2 separate regions of the Ovis aries genome follow, and region 2 is linked to region 1. The links are chromatin contacts, called in public Hi-C maps. All regions are on one chromosome and are shown on one strand. The core of a region is the stretch at or near the end of the contact, and the rest is flanking DNA. Distances in the headings are between cores, read along the strand shown.

The links. Hi-C and Micro-C count contacts between places; a contact is called where the count stands out from the background.
Region 2: a Hi-C map of liver shows a contact between it and region 1, with 4 times the contacts expected there. The contact joins two enhancer-like sites. A contact is called at or near these places in 14 of 16 Hi-C or Micro-C datasets (blood, hypothalamus, liver and 7 more).

The regions. Positions count from the first base shown.
Region 1 is chr22:30,248,152-30,253,063 of ARS-UI_Ramb_v3.0, forward strand. No RefSeq gene overlaps it. Among named protein-coding and RNA genes, the nearest start is that of MXI1, 60 kb to the right of the region's middle. Within about 2 kb of position 2,415, at least 6 of the 54 cell types and tissues checked have an H3K27ac peak or open chromatin away from gene starts, as enhancers often do. A contact at or near this core is called in liver, where this site is marked.
Region 2 is chr22:30,403,134-30,407,954 of ARS-UI_Ramb_v3.0, forward strand. It overlaps MXI1 (MAX interactor 1, dimerization protein), which reads left to right. Exons shown (of 6, transcript XM_027960481.3): 6 at 1-4,821. Among named protein-coding and RNA genes, the nearest start is that of SMNDC1, 16 kb to the right of the region's middle. Within about 2 kb of position 2,873, at least 2 of the 54 cell types and tissues checked have an H3K27ac peak or open chromatin away from gene starts, as enhancers often do. A contact at or near this core is called in liver, where this site is marked.

The sequences.
Region 1 (4,912 bases), core at 1,165-3,664:
TTATTTTTAAAACCTGGAAAGACTGCTTAATCTAGTTATAGAAGTATTTTTAAAGATAAACTGTACCAACTTAAATCTTATTTAAATGGACATACTTGGAGATGATCTTCCTTGGAGAAAAATTCTAGCATATATGCTGGAGATCAGAACAAGAAGCCAGCCTTTGGGAGTGTTCAGAAACTTCATTTCTAAGAGATGACCGTTAGGGGGCAATATTGGGTCTAAATTTAGTTTTAGTTGATGGAGGCCAGTTACTTCAAAATGTCTATTTTAGGCTTGGATTTGCATCTGTTTTCTGATTATGAATTACTGGATGCAGAATCAGTTCAGTCGCTCAGTTGTGTCCAACTCCTTGAGACCCCATGGACTGCAGCACCCCAGGCCTCCCCGTCCATCACCAACTCCCCGAGCTTGCTCAAACTCATATCCATTGAGTCGGTGATGCCATCCAACCATTTCATCCTCTGTCATCCCCTTCTCCTCCTGCCTTCAATCTTTCCCAGCATTGGGTCTTTTCCAATGAGTCAGTTCTTTGCATCAGGTGGCCAAAGTATTGGAGTTTCAGATTCAGCATCAGTCTTTCCAGTGAACATTCAGGACTGATTTCCTTTAGGATTGACTGGTTGGATCTCCTTGCAGTCCAGGGGACTCTCAAAAGTTTCAACACCACAGTTTAAAAGCATCAGTTCTTTGGCACTTAGCTTTCTTTATGGTCCAACTCTTACATCCATACTACTAGAAAAACCATAGCTTTAACTAGATGGACCTTTGTCAGAAAAAGGTTGAGGAAAGTTTATAAACACTGAATTACTTCATGCATTCCTTACAGCCTAGTTATCTTGTTCTGACTTAGGAAGAATTAGTCTTCCAGAGAAATTGCACTTGCCTAACACTAGTCGTTCAGAGACGACTCAGCCAGGATCCAAGCACAGATCTTCAAGTCTGCGTCTCACGCTTGTCTGCTATACCGCAGTCTCCCTTGGAAGCCCATTGGATCATAACCTAGGAACAGATAAATAAACAGTATCTAAAATTCCCTGCAAATTAATGCATAGGACTTTATAATAGGAAAAGTTAAGAGAAACATATTGCAGAACAGAGCTCATGTATTATTTATCAATAATTGTTTTTCCTAAAATTCCAAGTCAGTCAGATGCTCTGTGACACTCCTGTGTTTCCTCTCAAGTGAGTTAAGATACTGATTGCTTTCCTACTACAACCTGTGATATTTAAATGCCATTTATACCTGAAATGACAAACTGATATGTTTTAATATTCCTTCCATAGCAAATGTTATATGTCTTAATCTAGCAGACAGGTGGACATGTCTCCAGTTAACAGTTATTTTTAAAGCCTGTATAATTTATAGTTGGTTAAGTCTTGATAATGAAGCAATGGTGAACGTTACTGATTATTTCTGCACAAACTGCTTTAGGTTCTGTCATTCTTGGGCCAGTGCTGACCTTGCTTGTAATAGTAAAAAAATAAAAAAGAAAATTCCTTATTTTCAGTCCCGAGTAACTCCTATCTCTAGGCAAAATACTAGTTCCTGGCTAATCTCTATATCTTAAAATCAATAGCATTGATTTTATTAATCCAGTTTGGATGTTCAAAAATAAAAAATTATTTTTCTAAGAAGTCATTCAGGCTCTCGCCTTCTGAATCGGACTGGATTCTGCCTGTGGAATGTGTACCTCTCTAAATAAACTTGCTTTTAAACACAAAAGTAATAATAAATTTCTAAGAAGTGATTCTAAAATGTTTAATATGCTTTTAAAATAATAGACAAACAATGAGTAAAAAATATTGTCTTATATAAGAGTCTGTACTACATATTATTTCAAACTGTTATAGACAAGATTTTTCCGCATTGTTTGTCCTTTTATATTCGACTTTCACTCCAAAGGGTCAGTAGAATGAGCCCTGAGGAAGGACCAATTTGGAGTGTTAGTTATTGGACTTCTTAGACCAAAGAATGTCCTATTGGGCTGATATTTAGACTTGAGATTTTTCAAGAAAAAAAGACTTTTCCAAAGCAGTAATATCCTAACAGACGGGAATGGAAATGAGGAAGTGGTGTGGTTATAAGGGGCAGACTGTTCTGTGGATTTCCCACTGGTCCTCTTGACTTAAATTATATTTTCTGGGTTAAACAAAAAAAAAACCCTGACAGTCCAGCCTGGACCTCAGACTGCGGTGCTGCCAGACGCTTTCCAGTGAGTTGCCAGACTAGCGTGTGTCCTTACTTCATGTACGAGCACTATTGTTTTATAAGCAGGATCTAAACTAATTGTTTTTTCCAAGAGCAATAGCTTCAGAAGATTCTTGCTGAGCAGGAGCTATGGAGGAAGTCGTTGCAGTACTCTATAACTCACCCCTTTCCTGTTGAGTAATGCTCTGGGGGCTGGATTTCAGTGGTGGCTGGTTGGGCAGACTTTGACTTTAGAGTAGGTGACCTCCTCAGTTTTATGAGAGAACATGTAGATATAGCCAACTTGCTGGCAGGCACAGGCCTACTCTTCCAAAGGTGTTTACTGGGCTAACAAGGTTAAACATTACTTCTTATCTGATTTCTATTTTGGAAATGTTGGCTTCAATTGTTACAACTGAAATGAAGGTCATTTGAGGCTATTAAGACAAACCAAAATGTATTCCAAGTATTCTGCACCAGGCCATGGTGCTGGGAGGAGGAGAGGGAAAGAGGGGAGGGGTGAAGCTCCCGCTGCACTTGGATGTTTCGATCTGTGTTAGTCACTCAGCCATGTCCAACTTTTTGCAACCCTATAGACTGCAACCCACCAGGCTCCTCTGTCCATGGGATTCTCCAGGCAAGAATATTGGAATGGGTAGCCATTCCTTTCTCCAGGGAATCGTCCCAACCCAGGGATCAAACCCAGGTCTCCTGCATTGCAAGCAGATTCTTTACCGTCTGAGCCACCAGGTGAAGCCCATTAAGCCCTTTAAAATACGTTGTGTGTGATAATTGTGTTTCATTTTTAAAATAATCTTTTAGGTAATTTTATATGATAGAACCAAGTATGTGAAATAACTTCGTATGGGTATGGTCTCCTGTCTCCATTTTGACCTTTAGGTTAACAATGAGCAAGAGTACATGCACATACCCTTGCTGAAGTCAGGCTGAGCATGGCTCAGTTAACTGCAGAAGAACAGGGGAGACTGGGTGGGGCAAGCTCTGGAATTCTCCCCACTCACTGAGCAAAGCCGGGCATTGGGGCAGCAGCTTGAGCTGAAGCAGGTAGTAGGAAGTGCAGCCCAGCGGGTGAAGCATGGAATCCGGAGGACGTGGCAGTCGACCAAAAGCACAATCTGGTACAGTGGTCTGTATCCAGGAAGTTAAGTCCCAGTTAGGAACCTGGAGCAGAACAGGACCGCAGGAACCGGGTAGCTCGCGTAGGAGCCCCAGCCCAGGGGCTGAGCTTTAAGAGCAGTGCTTCCTCCACTTCCTGTGGGGCAATGGCAAGATCGGGGAAGGACCTTAGGCTTAGGGGGTCTTAGTATAGTTCTTCAGAACAGAAACTCAGATGGAAGGAAAATGACAGACAGGGATCCTGTGATCAGAGCTGAGGTACACGGTAATGGCTAGGGTCCGAGGAGCAAATCAGTGATCAGAGCCAAGACACAAGGTCATGACTGGCCTGCAAACAGGCGTGACTTCTTGCTGAGTCCCAGAGCCACCTTAGCTCTTCCTGTCTCATCAGGACCAGTCCTGAAGCCCACAGCCTGGTGGCTCCAGCCAGTGGGGGCGAGGAGTGCTGCAGAGACAGGAAGGGGCCTGGCCTGAAGTTCACGATGGAAGCAGCCCCGTGATAACAGACTCAGCGGGGCAGCCAGGACAGGTTATTAATATTTCACCCTAGAACCTACCTGGGGGGGGGACAAGGGCCAAGCACTACCAAAACACTAGCTGTCAGAATGGCCCTGTGTTTTTCGAAGCTCTAGTGACAAATCTGGCCCCCTTCTGGAAGTCAGTATAAGCCACTCATCAAGAGTGCTGGTAATTGAGGATTTCCCTGATGGTCCAGTGGCTAAGACTCTGTCCTCCCAATGCAGATCCCTGATCAGGGAACTAGATCCCACATGCTACAATGAAGATCAAAGTTTCCGTGAGCTGCAAATAAGACCTGGCTCAGACAAATACATAAACATATACATACACTTTAAAAACAGTACTAGTAATTGGAGAGAAGAGAATCAGAGGGTGGTCTGTATTTCTCCTCCTGGAGTAAATGAGGCTATGATTTTAGGTGAGCAGAACCTTGATTCTACGTGGTGTATCCCCAGGCTCTTGGGTGATGGGTAACAACCTTCTGCCCTGGGCCAGGAGGCCTCACCGATTTGTCTCGCCACACTTGCCCGAAGAATGATCGCTCAGTCCACTCCTCCCCGCTGCTGCTAAGAGGAAGACTTCCTTGGGCCCTTACCTGTCAAACTTCAGGCCTGTCATCATCCTCTGTTTAAATCATTCTGTCCTCTACTCCAGGAGCTGTCTGTCCATAGAACATCTGTTCCTGCTCCCTGGCAAACAGAATCTCTTCACACCCGTCTCCCTTAACCTGCTTACCTAGCAGAAGGCTTGCAGCCTCTCCGGTGTCTTCCTAACTTTCCAGACATCCTCCACCTGGCCCCATTGATGAAGCATGTTACTCTCATCAAAATAACTTCCTTTTTTATCAGACTCCAATGGCACTTTAAGGTCATACTTATCTCAGTCTGTCTTAAATTAACATTGTTGTATATTCCCCCTGCAAGATTATGAACTATGGGAAAGCAGAGGTTATACCTTCTTTTTGTCCTCTACCATGCTTCATCGAACATAGATGCTGAATTTTTGTTGCTTATGATGGACACTATTGTTCATGTGGATGTCATCTTAACAATATGTACATAGCAA
Region 2 (4,821 bases), core at 1,623-4,122, 160 kb after region 1:
TGCTGTTTTTGTTTTTAGAATCATTACCTTTTATCATCTCTTAACCATCTGATTATCTATAGTAGACACACTATCATAGTTAACATAGTTAAGTTCGGCACTTGTCTCATTTTAATGTAAAGATTTGCTTCCGTTTTCCTACAGGCAGTCTCTCTCCTTCCTCACAGCCCCATTGTGCAGGTGCTATTGTTGCTCTTGTCAATATTTTCAGAAATGTTATTTTAAGTGAAATTTCTAGCCTGCACTTTGATGTCATGTGTTCCCTTTGTCTTTCAAGCTCCAAGGTTCTCCCCGGCCCTCTCCCTTATCCTGGGAAGCCTTGGACACTTTACCCTGACTCTTTGGACTTTGTATACTTTAAATAATTTAACTACCCTTAATTACTTAAAAAAGGAAAAAAAAAGCTTTATGATTTTCATAACTTATTGCTGATTTTAATGGGTTAATTTCAGTCCTGTAGTTTTATTTTGTTTAGATAGGGCTGGGCAAGGAAAAACAAAATAAAGACAACCATATTTAGCAGTGCAGTTGAGTTGTGTGTATGTTAAAACTATCCTTTGTAAGTAGCACTTTTAACAGCTCTGTTTCTATATATGAAGTGAACCATCTTGGTCATACACAAGGCCTCATCATATACTTGTTTGTTCTTGTGCTCTTCCTGTGCCTCCAGAAATATCTTATCCTCGACTGTGGTATGTTTGAGTGAAAGAAATTCTTTGAAGTAGATGTGTGAAAAACTGCATGCCTTTAGAAGCCCATTATTAGAACTTGCTACTTCAGGTGCTGGGGACTTAATGCAAAACATGGTCAAAGAAATTTGTTTCTGTGGCCCAAGTAAATTATTTCTGGTTTCATTTATAATTACTCCTGGCCAAGTCAAAATATTCCTCTACATGCTTACTTTTGACTTTCCCAAGGGAGACAGTTTGAAGACTGCTAACTACCATGGAAAGTAAATGGAAGCCAGTGACAAAGTTTCTGTTTCGTTATTCCCATGGCATTCACTTGAATCACTTGCCTAGGGCTGGAATTTCAGACTTCATTTAGGTGAACTTGAGGCGATGCCATTTTGCTGTATATGTACAGGATGGTGGGCTGGGAAGCCTTTGTCACAAACCTATAGGACCTATTTCAACTGCCCCATCAATTACGCCTTCCCTGAATTTGTTTTCTTTGGGGGAAGGGGATGGACTGTACGATGAGTAAGTATTAATTTTTTAAAAGACAAACTGACTTTGAAGATACAAAAAGTTAACCGCAAGAAATAAAAACTGTGAATGAAGACTACCCGAGTGCTTCTTGAACCACCCTTCTCTATGAAGGAAAAAATATGAACATCCACACCTTGAGAGGCAAATCTCTTTCAGTGTCCATGTTGATACTACACTTCAGTGGTCAGAATTAATGGCAGTTTAAAATCATTGCCATTTCTTGTTCTATAGTTTTAGAACAGGTACCTTCTTGACTGATAATTCCATGTAACCTAACTGCAGATGGTTTAATGTACCAAATAATTTCTTCGGGCAGGACACAAAGCCATTTATCATTATCTATTTTCCAAATAACTTTTTAGGGCATCCCTTTGGCTATATACTATTATTCAAATTGAAAACCAGCCTGGAGGGTACCATTTAACCCTCACTAACCGAGTTAACACTGCCCCCTGTATAAGAGACCTGCATGCTGTGATGTGTGCTCACTCACTCAGTCATGGCTGACTTTGCAACCATAAGGACTGTTGCCTGCTAGGCTCCTCTGTCTATGGGATTTCCCAGGCAAAAATACCGGAGTAGGTTGCCATTTCCTCCTCCAGGGGATCTTCCTGACCCAGGGACTGAACCAGTTTCTCTTGCGTCTCCCACATTTTCAGGTGGATTCTTTACCACTAGTGCCACCTGGGAAGCAACAACAGCTTTTAGTACTATGAAGGGATTTTAAAAGGCAGTGAGAATTACTGAGGCAAAGCTTCTAAACCTAAGGCCACACGGACGGTTTCCTGGGTCATTTCTCTTGACTGTTTACCCTCTAGGTAAAGGTTTACCAACTGTTTACCTTCTTGGTAAAGGGTTTTTCAAGGGTTTGTTTTCTTCCACTTAAGTCCTTTTTCTATTATCCTTCCACCTCAAAATATTCTGTAGCCCTTCCAAAAATTGCATAATAGAACAAGGGTTTTGGCTACATTTAAATAACAGTTCTAACATTTGCTAAGGATGCTGGGCTAGTTATTAAATTACTTTATGGAGACTGTTTCCTCCTGAAAAAGTTGTTAAAAATACTACCTCTATTTTGAAAGACTGTGAAGGATTAAAACTGATATAGGTAATTCAACCCCACCCCCACAATCTAGGGGCTTGTAGCACCTAGATTAAGAGGTATATACTCCTCTACTTTCTCTGATGAATGCAACCTTCTAATCTCTTCATCTTTAATCTTGAACTTTATAGTTATTCTGACTCTGGGTCTTCCCAAAAAAGGCTATTAAAAATGGTTCATTTTCACAAAATTCTGTGGCAGGTTATACATTGTAAGACGTAAATTTTGACATCCCATAGTAATTTTTAAATAAAAGCTTTGTAAGAGTCATGTTATCACTGGTTTTAGTGATTACCTGGTCTTCCTAAAAAAAAAAAAAGGACCTGAGTTTGAGTATGTTATACACTGATAGTAACTGCTGCATAATAAATTGAGTGCCCCAGTTAATATTTTAGTGCTGGTCTCACCATGAAAAAGAATCTTATTGGCCTATGTACTACATCTAACAGGAAACTAGTTTTCTTATGGAATACATCTGATTCTTTTAAATACGTGTAGATCAAAACAGAGTACTGGTTGGCAGCTTCGGTTCTTCCTTCTGTTTTACCTTTGTGCTCAGTAACCCAGTTGTGTCCGACTGTTTGCAGACTCATGGACTGTAGCCTGCCAGGCTCCTCTGCCCATGGAATTTTCCAGGCAAGAATGCCAGAGCAGGTTGCCATGTCCTTCTCCAGATAATCTGACCCAGGGGGTTGAACCAGAGTCTCTTTTGTCTCCTGCACTGGCAGGTGGATTCTTTACCACTAGTGCCACCTGGGAAGCCCTTTACCTTTTCATACAGTAATCAATTATTACAGGAAATGACTTAAAATGAAAATGAAACTCTTTTAAAAGTTCTGCCAACTTCCTATAATTTTGGAATTTTCTATTTTCTCAAGCTCCTAGCTATGAAGGATGCTTTTAAAAGTCTTTACCAGTAGGACAATAATTGGGATATTCTAGATTTTCACACTAGGGCACAGAATAGCATTGTAAAAACACAAAAGCCATAACATACCTCTAAAATGTATATAATACAAATTTAAGAAGTCAATTGTTTCTAAATTAGCAGCTTCATCACACTCACTCTGAAAGCTAGGTCAACTAAACTTGACAGTGCTTTTGGAGGGAAACACTGGGCAAAAGAACCAAACGGATATTTACTCCTCCTTCCCGCATACTTCTGGGCAATGAACAACTGGACAATTACCATCTATTAAAGACTAGCCTAGCTGCGGATCTCAGACTTCAACACTACTTTTCTAAAGTCAAGTGTTTCCTCCAAGCCTGAATTGTTTCTGTTGTCAGAAATTCACTGCATCTTGCTAAAGTGAGCATAACCATGGCTTCTTTAGCTGTGCTCTTTAAAATTAACTGGGGAAACAAATTACAATTTTAATTCCAGCAACAAGTCTGTACTGGTTCTGTAAAAATGAACTGGTCAAGTGCTTGGTGGAAGTAAACTGCCAGGTTTTTTTTTTCCAGCAACTAAGATGACTTAAGTATCCAAACTTTGGTATTTTTAGTTAAGTTCAGCTGTCAACTACCAGAAGCCCAGCATTCTTCTCAGATCTGCTTTTCCCTGCTCAAGGCACACACAAAGAAACTTAGGTTGGTGCAGAAGTAATTGCGATTCTGCCTTGTTGACTTTTTTTTGACATCGGAATACATTCTTACTCATTTTAACGTGCATTTCATGCTTTTATTTTTTTGCTAATGACTCATTACTTGCTGTTTATATTTTAGACTATGGAAATAATACTAAGACAAAAAGCAATTTGAGCGATTTTCTTATTTGAGTTCAAAATGGGTTGTAAAGCAACAGAGACAACTCACAACAGCACATTTGGCTCAGGAACTTCTAATGAACCTACAGTGCAATGATGGTTTAAGAAGGTTTGCAAAATAGGAGAGCCTTGAAGATGAGGAGCGCAGTGGCCAGCCATCAGAAGTTGATAACGACCAACTGAGAACCATCGTTGAAACTGATCCTCTTACAAGTACACGAGAAATTGCCAAGGAACTCCACGTCGACCATCCTATGGTCATTCAACATTTGAAACAAATTGGAAAGGTGAGGAGGCTTGGCAAATGGGTGCCTCATGCACTGCCCACAAAATAAAAACTATTGTTTTGAAGTATTGCCTTCTCTTATTCTATGCAACAATGAACCATTTCTCAAGATTGTGACATGATGAAAAGTGGATTTTATATGATAACCAGTGATGACCAGCTCAGTGGTTACACTAAGACCCTCCAAAGCAGTTTCCAGAGCCAAACCTGCACCCAAAAAAGGTCATGGCCACTGTTCGGTGGCTTCTGCCAGTCTGATCCACTACAGCTTTCTGAATCTGGCGAAACCATTACATTTGAGAAGTATGCTCAGCAAATTGATGAGATGCACCAAAAACTGCAACTCCTACAGCTAGCATTGGTCAACAGCCAATAACTGCCTAATAACTGTCAAGCTGCACAACCGCTTTAAAAGTTGAATGAATTGGGCTATGAAGTTTTGCCTCAGCCTCCTAT